Regions from separate parts of the Sus scrofa genome. Here region 2 is linked to region 1. The links are chromatin contacts, called in public Hi-C maps. All regions are on one chromosome and are shown on one strand. Each heading gives the region's core, a stretch centred on a gene start, on an enhancer-like site or on the middle of the called end of the contact. The rest is flanking DNA. Distances are from core to core; before and after follow the strand shown.

Region 1 (6,758 bases), core at 1,201-3,700:
GCGGGATCCTCTTCCTCTGAACCAGTGTTTATGGATATCTTAAGTCGAGCGTTTCCAGCATCCTAGATTGCCTAACAATTGGAGTTTGCAGGAAAAATCATAAAGTCTTTATTGGGGGAGGGGCTCCAACAAGAAAATGGTCAACAAGTGGTGTCCAGCGTGGAGCGAGGGCCTCCTGGGGAGAGCAGGGCCACCTGAGGGGCGGGGAGCAGCTCCCCCCTCTCCGGGGGAGGGGTGGCTGGACGCGAGGCTGGACGGCAGGAGGGCAGCGCTCTGGGCAGCCCCATGTAGACGAAGCTGCCCGAGAGGATGAAAGAGCCGCACACGAGGAAGGAGGCGGTGAAGTCTCCTGTTTCATCCCTTAGGAAGCCTGGAGCGGAGGGGGAAAGGACGTCAGAGGCCTCGGACCGCAGGTGCAGAGGAGGGATGCGAATGGATCTGCTGGCTCAGGCCCTTACCTGACAGGGGAGGGCCCAGAAGCCCCCCGAGGCTCATCAGCATCATCACCAGCCCGGTGGCCTGGACGACACCTCCGATGCCCACCAGCCCCGGGAGCACACCGAACACCAGCGGGGCGTAGCTTCCGGCGCTCAGCCCGTAGGCCCCAGCCACGGCCAACAGGGGGCCTCCCCAGCCCTCCTCGCTCCCCACCACGGGCACCAGTCCCACCGCCAGCAGCCCCAGCCCGGTCAGAGCCCCGAACATCGCCAGCAGACGCGGGAGGGGCACCCAACCCTGGTCCGCCAGCCACCCGCTGAGCAGCCGGGCGCCCGCGTCCCCCACCGCGGCCACCGCCACCACCAGTGCTGCCCCGTATCCGCCCAGACCCCGATCTAAAGCGTGAGGGGCCAAGTGCACGTAGGGGATGAAGTACCCGCCCGCCACCAAGGCCGTGCCTAGAGCAAAAACCAAGAAGACCCGGCGTGTGAAGAGATCTAGGCCGAGGGCTGCCAGAGGGCTTCGGGGTGGGGTCGGGGGGTCGCCTGGGAGCTCCAGGGGTCGCAGCAGGGCGCCGCAGGGGGTGAGGTGGAGGGTAACGGCGCCGAGGAGGAGCAGGGCGCCCCGCCAGCCGAAATGATCCAGGAGGAGCTGCAAGGCGGGCGCCAGGAGCAGCGAGGAGGCCCCGTTGCCCGTGAGGGCCAGCCCCACGGCCAAGACTCGACGGCGGGAGAAGTAACGTGAGAGGGTCCCAAGGGCAGGGGCGAACACCAGGGCCCAGCCGGCGCCTGCGAATGGATAGGACCAGGTGAGGGCAGGAAGCGGGAGCGCCCGCCCCCGCCGTCCCGGCCCCGCTGGTTGCAGGAGGCCCCGCCCCCTTGGCCTCTGGCCCCCAACGAGCTGGGCTCTGCACCATCACCCCTTAAGAACCCGGGTGTCCCTCCCCCCTCACCAGCAAGGACGCCCAGGCCAAGATAGAGGTGCAGCAGACTGCGGGCGAAAGCCGAGAAAACGAAGCCGAGCGAGGTGAGGACGCCTCCAACCATCACAACCGGGCGCGCCCCCCAGCGGGTGCTCAGGGCGCTGCCCACTGGGCCTAGAAGGGGGCGGGGTCAACGGAAGACACGCTCCCGGAGCCTCCAAAGTCGCTCCAACACTTCTCATTGGCTGTTTGCATGGCTTAAACGCCCCCCCGCTGTCTAGCAGCCCCTTCTCTTGCCCTCTAGACCCACTCTTCTTCTAGAACTTAGTTCCACCAATAGATTGTCTGGTAATCCATCAGGTGAGCCCCCCACCACTGCCCTCATGGCCCGCCCACCCCAGTTCCCGCCTCCCTCCTCGGGCCCCCCCCCCCTCACTGGCTGCCTGCTGCACCGCCAAGGCCAGGGCGCTGACCCACGCAGTGTCCTGAGCGCTTCGGTCAAAATGCTCCGCGAGGTCAGGGAGGGCGAGGCCCAGGGAGCGTAACAGCCCGTAGGAGAGCCCATTCACCACGAAGGCTGCGGCCGCCACCACCCAGCCCCAGCCCCCGTCCGGGGGTCCGGCTGGCTTGGGGGTCATCGCCGCCTGGGGGAAGGAGGGGAGATACCTGTGAGGCAAGCCTCCACGTCTGTGCTTCCTCTAGGGACCTGGGCATCCCTGAGGTCCAGCCTCTGGCTGTTTGCCCAGGGTGGGCACGTCACCCTGAGCACAACAGGACCGGGGCGGAGGAGAGGGAGCTAGGCCTAGGGATAGAACTCCCGGGTCCGCGCGAGTACAGGGTGACAGCCGGACCGCCCCCCCCCAGGCCTGAGACTCCCCCCCCCACACACACATGGGTCCCCCTTACCCGACCTCTCCCGGCGGTGCGGGGAGGGGAAGGGCGAGGAATGGCTCGGCCCGGTTTTCTCCCCGCTTTCCGGGCGGGCGGGGCCCCAGAGGGGAGAGAATGCCGAGATGGAGCCCAACTTGCACAGGCTCTCCGGGTAAACAGGGATTGCCACTGGGGGCCTGGGCCACCTGGGGCGTGGGGGGGGGGTTGGGGAGGGTACGGAGGGCGGGGGCGAGCGGAGACAGCCAATCCGCGGAGCCACGGGTGAGGCCAGACACCTAGTCCCACGGGGATTGAATTATCCTCCTACACCGCCCCCCCCCAGCCCTGGGGAAGGGTGGGGCGAGGAATGAAAGCCTCCCCAGCCCCGCCCACGCTCACGCACCTGTCGCCGGCTGCGCTCACCGGAGACCCATGGATCAATCGCCAGCCCAAGGTCGGTAGGCAACGCAAGGAAACCGGTGATCCTCCCAAAGCATGAAGGGACCAGTATTTTCGTTCCCTGGGGACGGTGCTGAAGACCCAGGTAAACCTCAGATCACAGACCTCCACCGAGTGCGTGCTGCGGCCTCAACAATATATGCACTCAAGGACGGAGGGGAAAGAAAGGGACTTCCTTGTGATGTGTTAGGGACATGCCATCTTTCATCTTTACAGTCACCCTGTGAAAAGGCTTCTCCCCATTTTACAGATGAACGAGTTGAAGCTTAGGCAGCTTAGGTCACTTGCCCCAAATCACCCAGCTTAAAAAAAAAAAATGGTGGAAATATTTGAGTTTGGGTCTGTCCAACTAGGAACCATACAAGGAGAACAGACGGGGGACTGAAGTAGAATCTGCCACCGCGGAGGGAAATGGCCTGGAGACAGTTTGATGCCAAGCTGACCTGGGAATGGTAGAGCCTTTCCAGGCCCGTGAGTTTGTGATTCTGAGATAGGGGTTACTGGGAATAGAAAGGATCCTAAGAATCAATGAGGATTTAGATTAGAATTTTAAAAACGAAGTAAGAAATCAGAGAATTGTACCCCGTGACGGATTTCTTGAAAAGATTTTTTGAAAGTACTCTTTTTACATTAGAATTGGGGTTACCAGTGATTTACTCCAGCTATTTGAATCAAGAGATGTATTTTTTGGTGTAATTATTAATATCCGAAAATTTGTGGCTTACAGTTTGGAGCATGCATCACCTGGCAGCCACATGGTGGCAGTGTTTCCTAATTGTTGAAAAAGTTCCTGCAAATAAAAGAAACACAGCTTCTGGATCAGTGAAAACTATGAGCCTAACAAGACAACATGACCTTTGCTGGCTCTCCAATGGCTAAAGGAGGGAAAAGCCCACAATCCTCTACTTTGAGTGTAAGGCCGTTCACAAAGGCAACCCAGGCTATCTTTCCATCCCCGCGCCCCCCCCCCTCACCCTTCCACAATCAGCCATTAGCTTCTCACCCTGCTCTGTGAGCAGGCATAACTTTTTCTCCTCAAGTTTTGTATATATCATGCCCCACTGCTTGAAATGACCTGGACGGGGTACTGGATTCCTGCCACATGGACCGTGGAAGAGTGGTCTCAAGGGTTTACCTAGCCTGGGGTACTCTTGCGAAAGACACCTGGGAGGCGGGGCCAGCAGGTCCTCAGCCACCAGGAAGGCAGGGAGCCCACTTCCTGGGATGTCAGGCAAGCTCTCCGCCCCAATCTGAATGAAGTCAGCTGAAACAAATCCCTCCCTCTCGGGGGTGAAATAGAAGAGCAGGGCAGTCAAAGAGGACACTGAGCCCTTGGGATCTGGGAGTCACACACAGTGATCCTGAGCACCTCTCCCAGACACTTATGAACCCAGAGCCTGGCATCATCTCAGAGCCTGGCACCAAGCTGTATTGGTTACAGGAGGGCACATGCATCTTCATGTTCCCTGTAGGCTTAGCCAAAATCACCATCACTGTACACATCCTTTGCTCAGGGAGCTAATACAGCAGTGAGGTTGGGAGGATCAATTCCCAAGCTAGACTTCCCGGGTTTGAAACCCATCTTTTTTTTTTTTTTTTTTTTTTGCCATTTCTTGGGCCGCTCCGGCGGCAATATGGAGGTTCCCAGGCTAGGGGTTGAACCAGAGCTGTAGCCGCCAGGCTACACCAGAGCCACAGCAACATGGGATCCGAGCCATGTCTGTGACCTACACCACGGCTCACGGCAACACCAGATCCTTAACCCACTGCACAAGGCCAGGGATCGAACCCTCAACCTCACGGTTCCTAGTCAGATTTGTTAACCACTGCGCCACGATGGGAACTCCTGCAGTGTAGACCTTTTATGGCAGTGAAATTTCTTTGAAATATCTTGTTTTACATTGAAAATTCATATGGAGGAGTTCCCTTGTGGCTCAGCAGGTTAAGGATCTGGTGTTGTCACTGCTGTGGTGCAGGTTCCATCCCTGGCCAGGGAACTTCTGCATGCCATGGGTGTGGCCAAAAAAAAGGGAAAGAAACTGTGGCATTTTGCATCCTGTTTCATAATCATTGGCTTTTTTTTTTTTTTTTTTTTGGACTTTTTAGGGCCCCACCCACCTCTGGCTTTCGGACTTCTCCCGACACCCCAGCTTCCACGTCAGGGGACCCGGATGGTGGAGGAAGCACCCAGCTAAAGTCTTTGAGCCTGGTCTGTGTGTTTAAATATGCAAATATGTCTTATTCTGGCATTTTCTTCTTCTGGGGCTTTGGCCAACACGTGTATCAAAGTTCTCAGTTGTAAGCTGTGGACACCAACTCTGTCTTATTTAAGGAGAGAAATGATTGGTTACAGGATACTGGGTAGTGCTCAGAATTACTAAGACTACAGAACTAGATTTGGCAATAACACAGACTGCCCTAAGCCTGATGGGGGGCCAAGGCCACTGCTGTTACCGCTGGACACTAGATGTCACAGCAGCGGCCACGCACAGGCTCTTTAGTTCACAGACTCTTCCAATGACTCTTCAGGTTCCCAGGGCTCGGTCCGTCCCCATCCCACAGCTGGCAGTGTCTACACAGAGAGTTCCCCCTTGGGGAAAGAGAATAGGGCCCCCAAACTCTGCCTTACCCGTGTCAGATCCTCATGATGTCTAATTTACATCCTTACAGTGACAGAAAATATCTGACTCCCTGCTGCGACCTCCACCACAGCTGTGGCTGGTGCCCCTTCCAGGGAGAATGAGCACACGCCACCAAGGTTAAGGTGATCAGGAGCAAGACCCTGGACTTGGATTTGGAGACAGAAGTGAATGAAGCAGTCCTTTTGCAGCCACTGGGCCTAGAAACTCCTGCCGCTGCCCCGCAGCTACGTTGCACAGGAACCGCAGTGGGCTGGCTGGACCGTCCCCGACCCCCCTGCTGGCATCTGAAGACACCTGGGGGCGACTGGAAAACCAGAGATTCCTCGGGAGCAGACTGTTCCTGGGACTCTGGTGAGGATTTCTTTGTTTGGTATTATTAATATCATTTGTTCCCTCTGATGGTTGCCAGAAGCTCGTCCTCCCTCCACCCATCCACACAGGAGCAGGAAGACTCGCCTCTGCTCCCTCTGCTCCGTGGGAAGGACAGCGAGAGGGCAGCAGGAGAGAAAAGCCTGTCTCTCCTCCCTGAGCCTGGATGATGGTACCCACATCCTAACTGGTGTCCCCCCCCCCCCCCCCCCCCCCCCCCCCCCCCCCCGCCACCAGCCCGCCAGCGATTCATTCTCTTCACTGCAACAGAGCGGTTTCTTTTAAAATTCAAATCTGATCTACCCACCAAGGCTCCCCACTGCCCTCGGGACAAACTCAAGACTCCTTAGCCAGGAACACAAGGGCCTTTATCTTTTGAATCAGCCTGAGTATCTTTAGAGCTCTCGCTCTCTCTGGATCTTGAGCTTCAGCCCCCTGAAGGGGTGAATGAGTGAAGCATGATAAGGCACAGCATGGTTACAAGCTGGATGTAGCCTCACACAAATATATTCTAGGAAGATACTGGATGTGCTTCAGGAGCCATTTTCTTTCTTTTCTTTTTTTTTTTTTTTTGGCTGAGCCTGCAGCACACCTGTGCCAGGGATCAAACGAGCCAGAGCAGTGACCTGTGCCACAGAAGTGACAACGCCAAATCCTTAACTACTAGGTCACCAGGGAATGCTACCATTTTCTATTTTTTAAAAACTCTAACTAGAAATATAAGGAAACATCTTAAATTTAATAAAGGCTATTTCTCAGAAAAGCCCTAAAGAGCAAATGATTCTTTAAAAAGCAAGGATAGGAGCTCCCATTGTGGCTCAGCGGTAACAAATCCGACTAGTATCCATGAGGATGCAGGTTCGATCCCTGGACTCGCTCAGTGGGTTAAGGATCCAGCGCTGCCGTGAGCTGCGGTGTCGGTCACAGACACGGCTCAGATCTGGCATGGCTGTGGCTGTGGTGTAGGCTGGTGGCTATAGCTCCAATTCGACCCCCCGCCTGGGGAATCTCCATATGCTGCAGGTGTGGCCCTAAAAAGCAATAAAATAAAATAAAGA
Region 2 (6,758 bases), core at 1,356-3,855, 940 kb after region 1:
GCTGCTTTTCTTTTTTTTTTTTTTGTCGGGGGGTGGGGTGGGGTGAGGGGGTGTATGGGGAAGACCAGGGCGGGAGGAAGGATCAGCTAAATCCAAGGGAAGGAGGGGAGGAAGAGGGACTATTGCATAGCAGATGCAAATGAAGGGAGTTGGGGCCGGTGAGGAAGAGAGGGAAAGGAGAGGAGAGGAGGGGCAAAAGGAGGCGATGGGAACCTCAGGAAGGGGTGTTAAGGACAACCGGAAAAATCTTCTAGTAATAAAACTACAAACAGACCAAATATATATAATATTATATATGTATAAATAACAGCTGGCTATTTACAAGGGGGCACACACACGACACACACACGCGGATCCCGGGGGAGGAGGGGGCTGGAAGATATGGCTGAGAGGTGGAGGAGCGGCTGGGGATGGGGGGGAGAGGCCCTTCTCTGGGCAGGGCAGGCTCCTCAGGGGTTTAAGAGCTGAAGTAAACTGCAGAGAGGGAAAGAGAAGGAAGAAGAGGGGAGAAAGAAAGAGAAAGAGAGAAAGCAGCGTGTCAGGCCCGGCCCTGCTCCCACCTTCCCCACCTCCCAGCTGGCTGACCGTCCCTTCCCCTCCTGGTCTCAGATCCTCCATCTGTAAAGCAAGGAAGCTGCACAGGTCAGCTTCAAGGTCTCCTCAACGTCACGGTATGGCTTTGGGGCCACAGACCCCGAATCCTCGGAGCCTCTGAGACCACAGCTCTCAACCAATAGGGTGGTTGGCTTCCTAGCCATTTCTCAAGCCCCTGAGTCTTCGCTGCTCCCCCACACCCCAATTCCAGGGTTCCCATACTGGACAAACCCAAAGGGTCCTCAAGGGAGCAGTGGAGATCTCCACCGGCTTTCCGGTTTCCAAAAATCTTACCAGAAATTGCCCAGAACCAGGCAAAGTACAAGCTCAACAACATTGAGGTTTGGGGTGCTAGATGAATCAGAACTGCTATTGGCAGCTCTGTGTGCTCTTTGCTGAATAGTAAAAACGAGGTTAATGACCTTCAAAACCCAGACGTCAGGGGGGAAACCTCTCCAACAAAGGGGCCCGGCCACTCCCGCCCGACTCACCAATGATGATGATGAGGATGATGGCGCAAATCACTCCCAAGATGATCATCATCTGGGGGCGAGAAGGGCCGGTCAGGGAGACAGGCGGGGACACTCCCGGCCACCCACCACTCCTCCGGCCTCCACCCTTACCTTGAGGTTTTTCCACCAATATTTGCGCTTGAGCTTGGCTGCACTTGTTTCAAACTGGGAGGCCCCCGCCTGGAGTGCGTCGGCGCGGTCGTCCAGTTCCGACAGCTTCTGGTCCCGCTCCAGGACCTTGTCCACGTTCACCCTCATAATGTCCACCACCTGCGGGAAGGGCGCGGGGATGGGGGGGGGAGACCCATCTCAAAGGGCTCTCCTCAGCCAGGAGCCCACGTACGAGACATGCACCCTAGGGCTGTCTGGCTGACATGCAACAACATATGCGGAGCATGCCCAGCACACCTGGGGACATGCAAGGAGCACACGTCAGAGGCATGCTGGTGGCCAGACATCTCATATCACAGCAGCACCCTCTATTTACCGAGCCTCAAGCAGCCTGCGGGTCACGAGAGCACACCCGCCCAGGGTGAAACGGCGCAGGCCAGCAAGGCTAACACCCCACGGCCCTCCCAATTACACGACGTCAGGAACGCGGCTTGGTATGTTTTTGTCTCCGAACGCGAAAACGTGAACTGCCATCACCCTCAACCCACGATGGACCCCCAGACCGCTTTGCCATCCTCAGGGTCGTTCCCACTGCCTCTGCCCCCCCCACAACTCACCTCATCCACCTGGGCCTGGGTCTGCTGCAGTCTCCTGTTACTGGTGAGGTTTGGAGGGGGCGCGGGGGGGCCTCCCTCCCCAGCTGGGGCGGCGGGGGGTGCGGTCGCAGCGGTTGCCGACCTGAGGGGCACCGACGGATTAAGATCCAGGCCCTGGAGCCCTCGGCCCCGCAGCGAGGGCTCCGCCCATCCGTCTGTCCATCCATCCGTGCCCCCCTTCCTCCTTCTCGGGAGGAGAGCCACCCGAAGGGAGCCATGGCCTTCGCCCGGCCCCGCGGGCAAGCGGCCGCGTGACCTTGAGGGAGGCCCCCTCCCCCCTCCGGGCCTCAGTTTCCCCGCCTGTCAAATGAGGGCGACCTCACAGCCACGGTCGGGGGGACCCGCAATGAAAGGCGGCAGCGATGACAGGGGCGGGGCGGGCGGACCCTGCGTCTGCTCCCTCCGGCGCCAGCGCCCGCGCGGCCGGCCGGGGACCCGGGGCTCTCCGGCTGCCCGCGCGCCGTCACGGGCGCCGGCCTGGCCTCCGGGCGCGCGGGGGGCGCGGGCTGGACCCCGAGCCCTTCCCAGGCTCGGACGCAGGGGCGGCGGCCGGCGCGGGCAGCCGGGGCGGGCGCAGGCGGCCGACTCACATGGCGGGGGCAGCGGGCGGAGGACTTGGCAGCAGCAGGGGTGGCGGTGGCGGCGGCGGCGGCTCGCGCTGGCTCCGACTGGCGCTGGCTGCCCGGGACGGGAAGATGGCGGCCGCACGTCACCCACATCCGGGCACTGCGGGCGGGGGCGGGGCGCCGCGGGCCACTCGGCGGCAGCCGGGCCGCGGGGGCGGGGCGTGGGGGCGGGGCGCGGGGAGCGCAGCCCGCCCGCGGCGGGGCCCGCGAGGCGGGGCCCCCGGCCTCTCCCTCCACGGCCCGAGCCTGGGGGCCGCGGCCTACCCACACCCATGGCCCGGCCCTGATGGCACCCCTCGGCCCCAAACACCTCCTCCGTGAGACCCGTCCGCACCCCACCCCGACCCAGGTCTCAGCCCGCCCCCACGGTCCCAACGCCTGTTGACCGGTCTTCGGCATTTCAGATACGGGCGGGAGATGGGAAATCAGAAGGGTCACGTGCAGGTTCCGGGGCGATGCAGACAGGCGAGACCCCGCGGCTGAGGTGGAGTGGTGGCAGCTGGTCCCCAAAGCTTGCCCGCAGGTGGAGATCTCAAAGGAGGTCTGGGACAAGGAACTCTCTCCTCACAGCTGGGGTTCAGACCAGGGGTCCTTGGCAGCCTGGGCCTGACCGACAAGAGGCAAGCTTAGGGGCCTAGGAGGAAGGCAAGAGGCTGCCCCGTGGCGCTGCTTCAGGTGCGCCTGCAGACTGGCCCAAACCTGGCTCTGACCCAGAGTTGGATCAGCTACCCTGCAGCGGGAGGGCTCAGCCTCTGACCCCAGGCGAAAGGACAGAACTTTAGCTTTTACGTTTTGTTTTTTCCCTGGGGGGGCAGGACAGTAAGGAGGCAAAGGCAGTCCCTGCCTCCTGGGAGTGACCTTGGATAGCCCTTTGCCTGTCTCTGGACCCCAAATAGATTACATACTAGACACTACAGGGGTATTTGTTAAATGGCTTGATCCGGGACATGGTAGGAGATTATCCCCGGCCCCTTCCATCCCTGACTTGTCTCTGTTTAGATCCTCCAAACAGACCCAGCAGTTCACACACCCCCTCTGCTCATTCTCAGCAGGACTGGTCCCCTCAGAGAGGACAGGCTGAGAACAGGTGAGCTGCCTGTCCTGTGGGGTAGGTCAGATCAGCCTAAAGAGTAAAGAAGGTGGTACCTTGGGGGGGGGGTGGCTAGTGGCCCTGGAGCGAGGGTGCTCACTGCAACCCTGGAAGTGGGCAGAGGGGGCTGGTGGCCTTGGTCTCTGAGACAAACAGGAGCTGGCTTCCTCCCTCCCCCACCCAGGCCTCCCAGGGCCTCCGGGTGTGACAACCTCCCCCATGCAGCACCCCACCCCCTCCCAGCAGAAGCCTGGGCCAGGCTCTGTCACCAGAGGTGTCATTTCCCAGCTGTGTGGGGGAGGTGAGTGAACAGGGAGTGTGTGCGGGGTGCGGGGACTCAGCAGATCTAAGATGCGATGCTCTCAGCTTCTCCCCCTCCTGGGCGCTGCCACTGCCCTGGTCCCATGCACTCACACACACACACACACACACACACACACACACACAGTGTCTGGGTGGCTCAGTCAATGTGAAAAGGAAGAAAAGAACAGCTTCCCTGAGGGTCCTAGATGACGCTGCAGGGGGCTAGCTCTTGCTTTTTGGCCCTGAGACTACTCTGCTTTCTAGCTAGAGAACAAAAATGCCAGATTCCAGGCTTTTAAGTTCAAAAGCTGTGGTGTCTGTGTCTAAGACAGATTAAGGTTGGAAGGAGATACAAAGAGGCTGGACTTCCCACCGCCACCCTGTCCCAACACCCTAAGCTGGCAGGGGGCAACCAGTGGAGGACCAAACAAGATGTTAGACAGGGGGTTAGGAGTGATCCCCATTCCTGGATGGTCAAGTCCAGGGGACGTGCAAGGGACAGAACCTGGGATAAATTGGAGGAGCTAAGGCCATGGGGTGTGGCTTGGAAAGCTGGCACATTGCTGTTGCCCTCAGAGTCTGGGGGCGGCAGCAGCAGAATCGAGATGGGAGCATGGAGTTCTCTTGTGGCACAGTGGGTTAAGGATCCTTGGGTCGCTGCTGTGGCATGGGTTCAGTGCCCACCCTGGGTGAGGCTGTGTATGATCCATGGAGGCGGAGTCTCAGGAGGATTTATCTTGAAGACAGGACTCTCATTGAGCAGCCCTCTCCACCCACCCCACCTTTGCTGGTGTGCTAAGGAACTCCCCAAATTTTGATGAGTGCTGGAGGCAGGAGAAGAGGAGGGATGGGGAGACCCAGTTCACCTGGAAATGACTAAGAGAATGTTTTCTGCAGGCAGATAGAGTGGAGACCCAAAACAGAGGTAAACGGAACTAAAGAAAGAGAATGCATCTGCAGAGTTCCCGACGTGGTGCAGCAGAAACGAATCCGACTAGCATCCATGAGGACTTGGGTTGATTCCTGGCTTCATTTGGTGGGTTAAGGATCTGGCATTGCCGTGAGCCGCCACGTGGAGCCCAGACGTGGCTCGGATCCCATGTTGCTATGGCTGCAGTGTCGGCCGGCAGCTGCAGCTCCGATTCAAGCCCTCGTCAAGGGTTGGCAGCCAGTTCTCTGGGCGCCACTGTCAAGGCTCCTTCCAAAGATGTGGGAGGAAGTCCAAGTTCACTTCTAATGAGGACCTCCAGGAATTCTGCTGTAGATGACATGGAGGAAACCTTTCATGAAGTTTAATAGTTTTCCTTTATTGTTTTTTCCTCTTCTAACAACTGACTGTAGGTTGGGGTGGAAGGGGGCTGGGTCATTGCCACGGTGACTCATGAAGCTGCTCCATCCACATGGGTCAAAACTGACCCAACTAATAATTAATTTCAGAGACCTTGTGTGTCCCTCAACACAGCAAGGTAAAGAAAAGGCCTTCTAATGAGGAGAAGTGGCCCCCTGGGAATGCTGCCTGGAATGCGGCCCGAGGGGCTGACCCCGCCACCCTTGTAGTCATCTACCCTACCCCGTGACCTCTGGCTCTGCCCTCCAATCTGGAAGGCTTGGGGGCTGCCTGCCAAGCCCTGGGATCCTGGAGAGAAGGGAAACTGCCAGGAACCTGCTGAGCGCAAGGTGCCCTACTTGGATGCCACCTGCCTCCAGTTCCCTTTTTTTTTTTTGTCTTTTTAGGGCAACACCCAAGTCATATGGAGGTTCCCAAGATAGGGGTCTAATCGGAGCAGTTGCTGCCGGCCTACACCACAGCCACAGCAACGCCAGATCCTTAACCCACTGAGTGAGCCAGGGATGGAACCCGCAACCTCATGGTTCCCAGTCGGATTAATTTCCGCTGTGCCACCACAGGAACTCCTGAAAACAATGATTATATGTTTTTTAAATTCATGGTTATATTTTAAACTAGGTAATAGGAAACAAAATGTAAGAGAGGGAGTTCCTGTTGAGCACAGCAGAAACGAATCCGACTAGTATCCGTGAGGATGAGGGTTCCATCCCTGGCCTCACTCAGTGGGTCGGTGACCCAGCGTTGCTGTGAGCTGTGGGGTAGGTCACAGGTGTGGCTTGGATAAAAAGCAAAAAAATATATATATATACGTATATATATGTGTGTGTGTGTATGTACACATATCTACGCATAAAAGGGTGAACAACAAACCCGTGCTCTGAGCCACCCAAGGCCGCTGCCCCACACATCTGCTGTTTCCAGTCTTAGAAATGCTCTGGAATGATTGCTGCAGAGACAAACATAAACGTACATACTGCTTTTTTTCTTTTAAAGAATACAAATGCTAACGGACTATATGCATTTCCCCTTCCTTTTTTTTTTTTTTTTTAATTTTCCAATCACAGGTTTTTTTTTTTTTCCCTTTTTCTCTGTAGTATCTGTTTCTTCCAGATTTCTTTGCTAGCCTTCCGTCCTTCTTTCCTCCCTCCCTTCCTCCCCCCCCCACTCTCTTTCTTCTTTTTAGGGCCGCTCCTGCGGCATGTGGAGGTTCCCAGGCCAGGAGTGGAATCAGAGCTGCAGCTGCCATCCTACGCCACAGCCGCAGCAATGCCAGATCCGAGCTGTGTCTGCAGTCTACACTGCAGCTTGTGGCACCATCGGATCCTTAACCCAGTGAGCCAAACCCACATCCTCATGGATACTAGTTGGGTTCTTAACCCGCTGAGCCCCAGCGGGAACTCCATGAAGGTTCTTTTTTAAAAGATTTTATTGAAGTATAGTTGATTTACAATGTTACTTTCCGCCAAACAGCAAAGCCATTCGGGTATAAATTCTTTTTCATATTCTTTTCTATCAGGA

What was found. Hi-C and Micro-C count contacts between places; a contact is called where the count stands out from the background.
Region 2: a Hi-C map of liver shows a contact between it and region 1, with 2.8 times the contacts expected there. The contact joins the promoter of VAMP2 here to the promoter of SLC16A11 in region 1. A contact is called at or near these places in 1 of 5 promoter capture datasets (liver) and 1 of 47 Hi-C or Micro-C datasets (liver).

The regions. Positions count from the first base shown.
Region 1 is chr12:52,440,026-52,446,783 of Sscrofa11.1, forward strand. SLC16A11 (monocarboxylate transporter 11) reads right to left here and starts at 2,451. Exons shown (of 6, transcript XM_005669186.3): 1 at 2,267-2,451; 2 at 1,797-2,004; 3 at 1,391-1,534; 4 at 459-1,226; 5 at 1-370. The coding sequence starts at 1,998. The coding sequence ends at 141. It overlaps LOC102159513 (a long non-coding RNA gene), which reads left to right and starts at 2,454. Exons shown (of 4, transcript XR_306601.3): 1 at 2,454-3,602; 2 at 4,796-4,898; 3 at 5,360-5,682.
Region 2 is chr12:53,379,638-53,386,395 of Sscrofa11.1, forward strand. It overlaps VAMP2 (vesicle-associated membrane protein 2), which reads right to left and starts at 2,606. Exons shown (of 5, transcript XM_003358281.5): 1 at 2,464-2,606; 2 at 1,835-1,955; 3 at 1,218-1,376; 4 at 1,086-1,137; 5 at 1-474. The coding sequence starts at 2,465. The coding sequence ends at 458.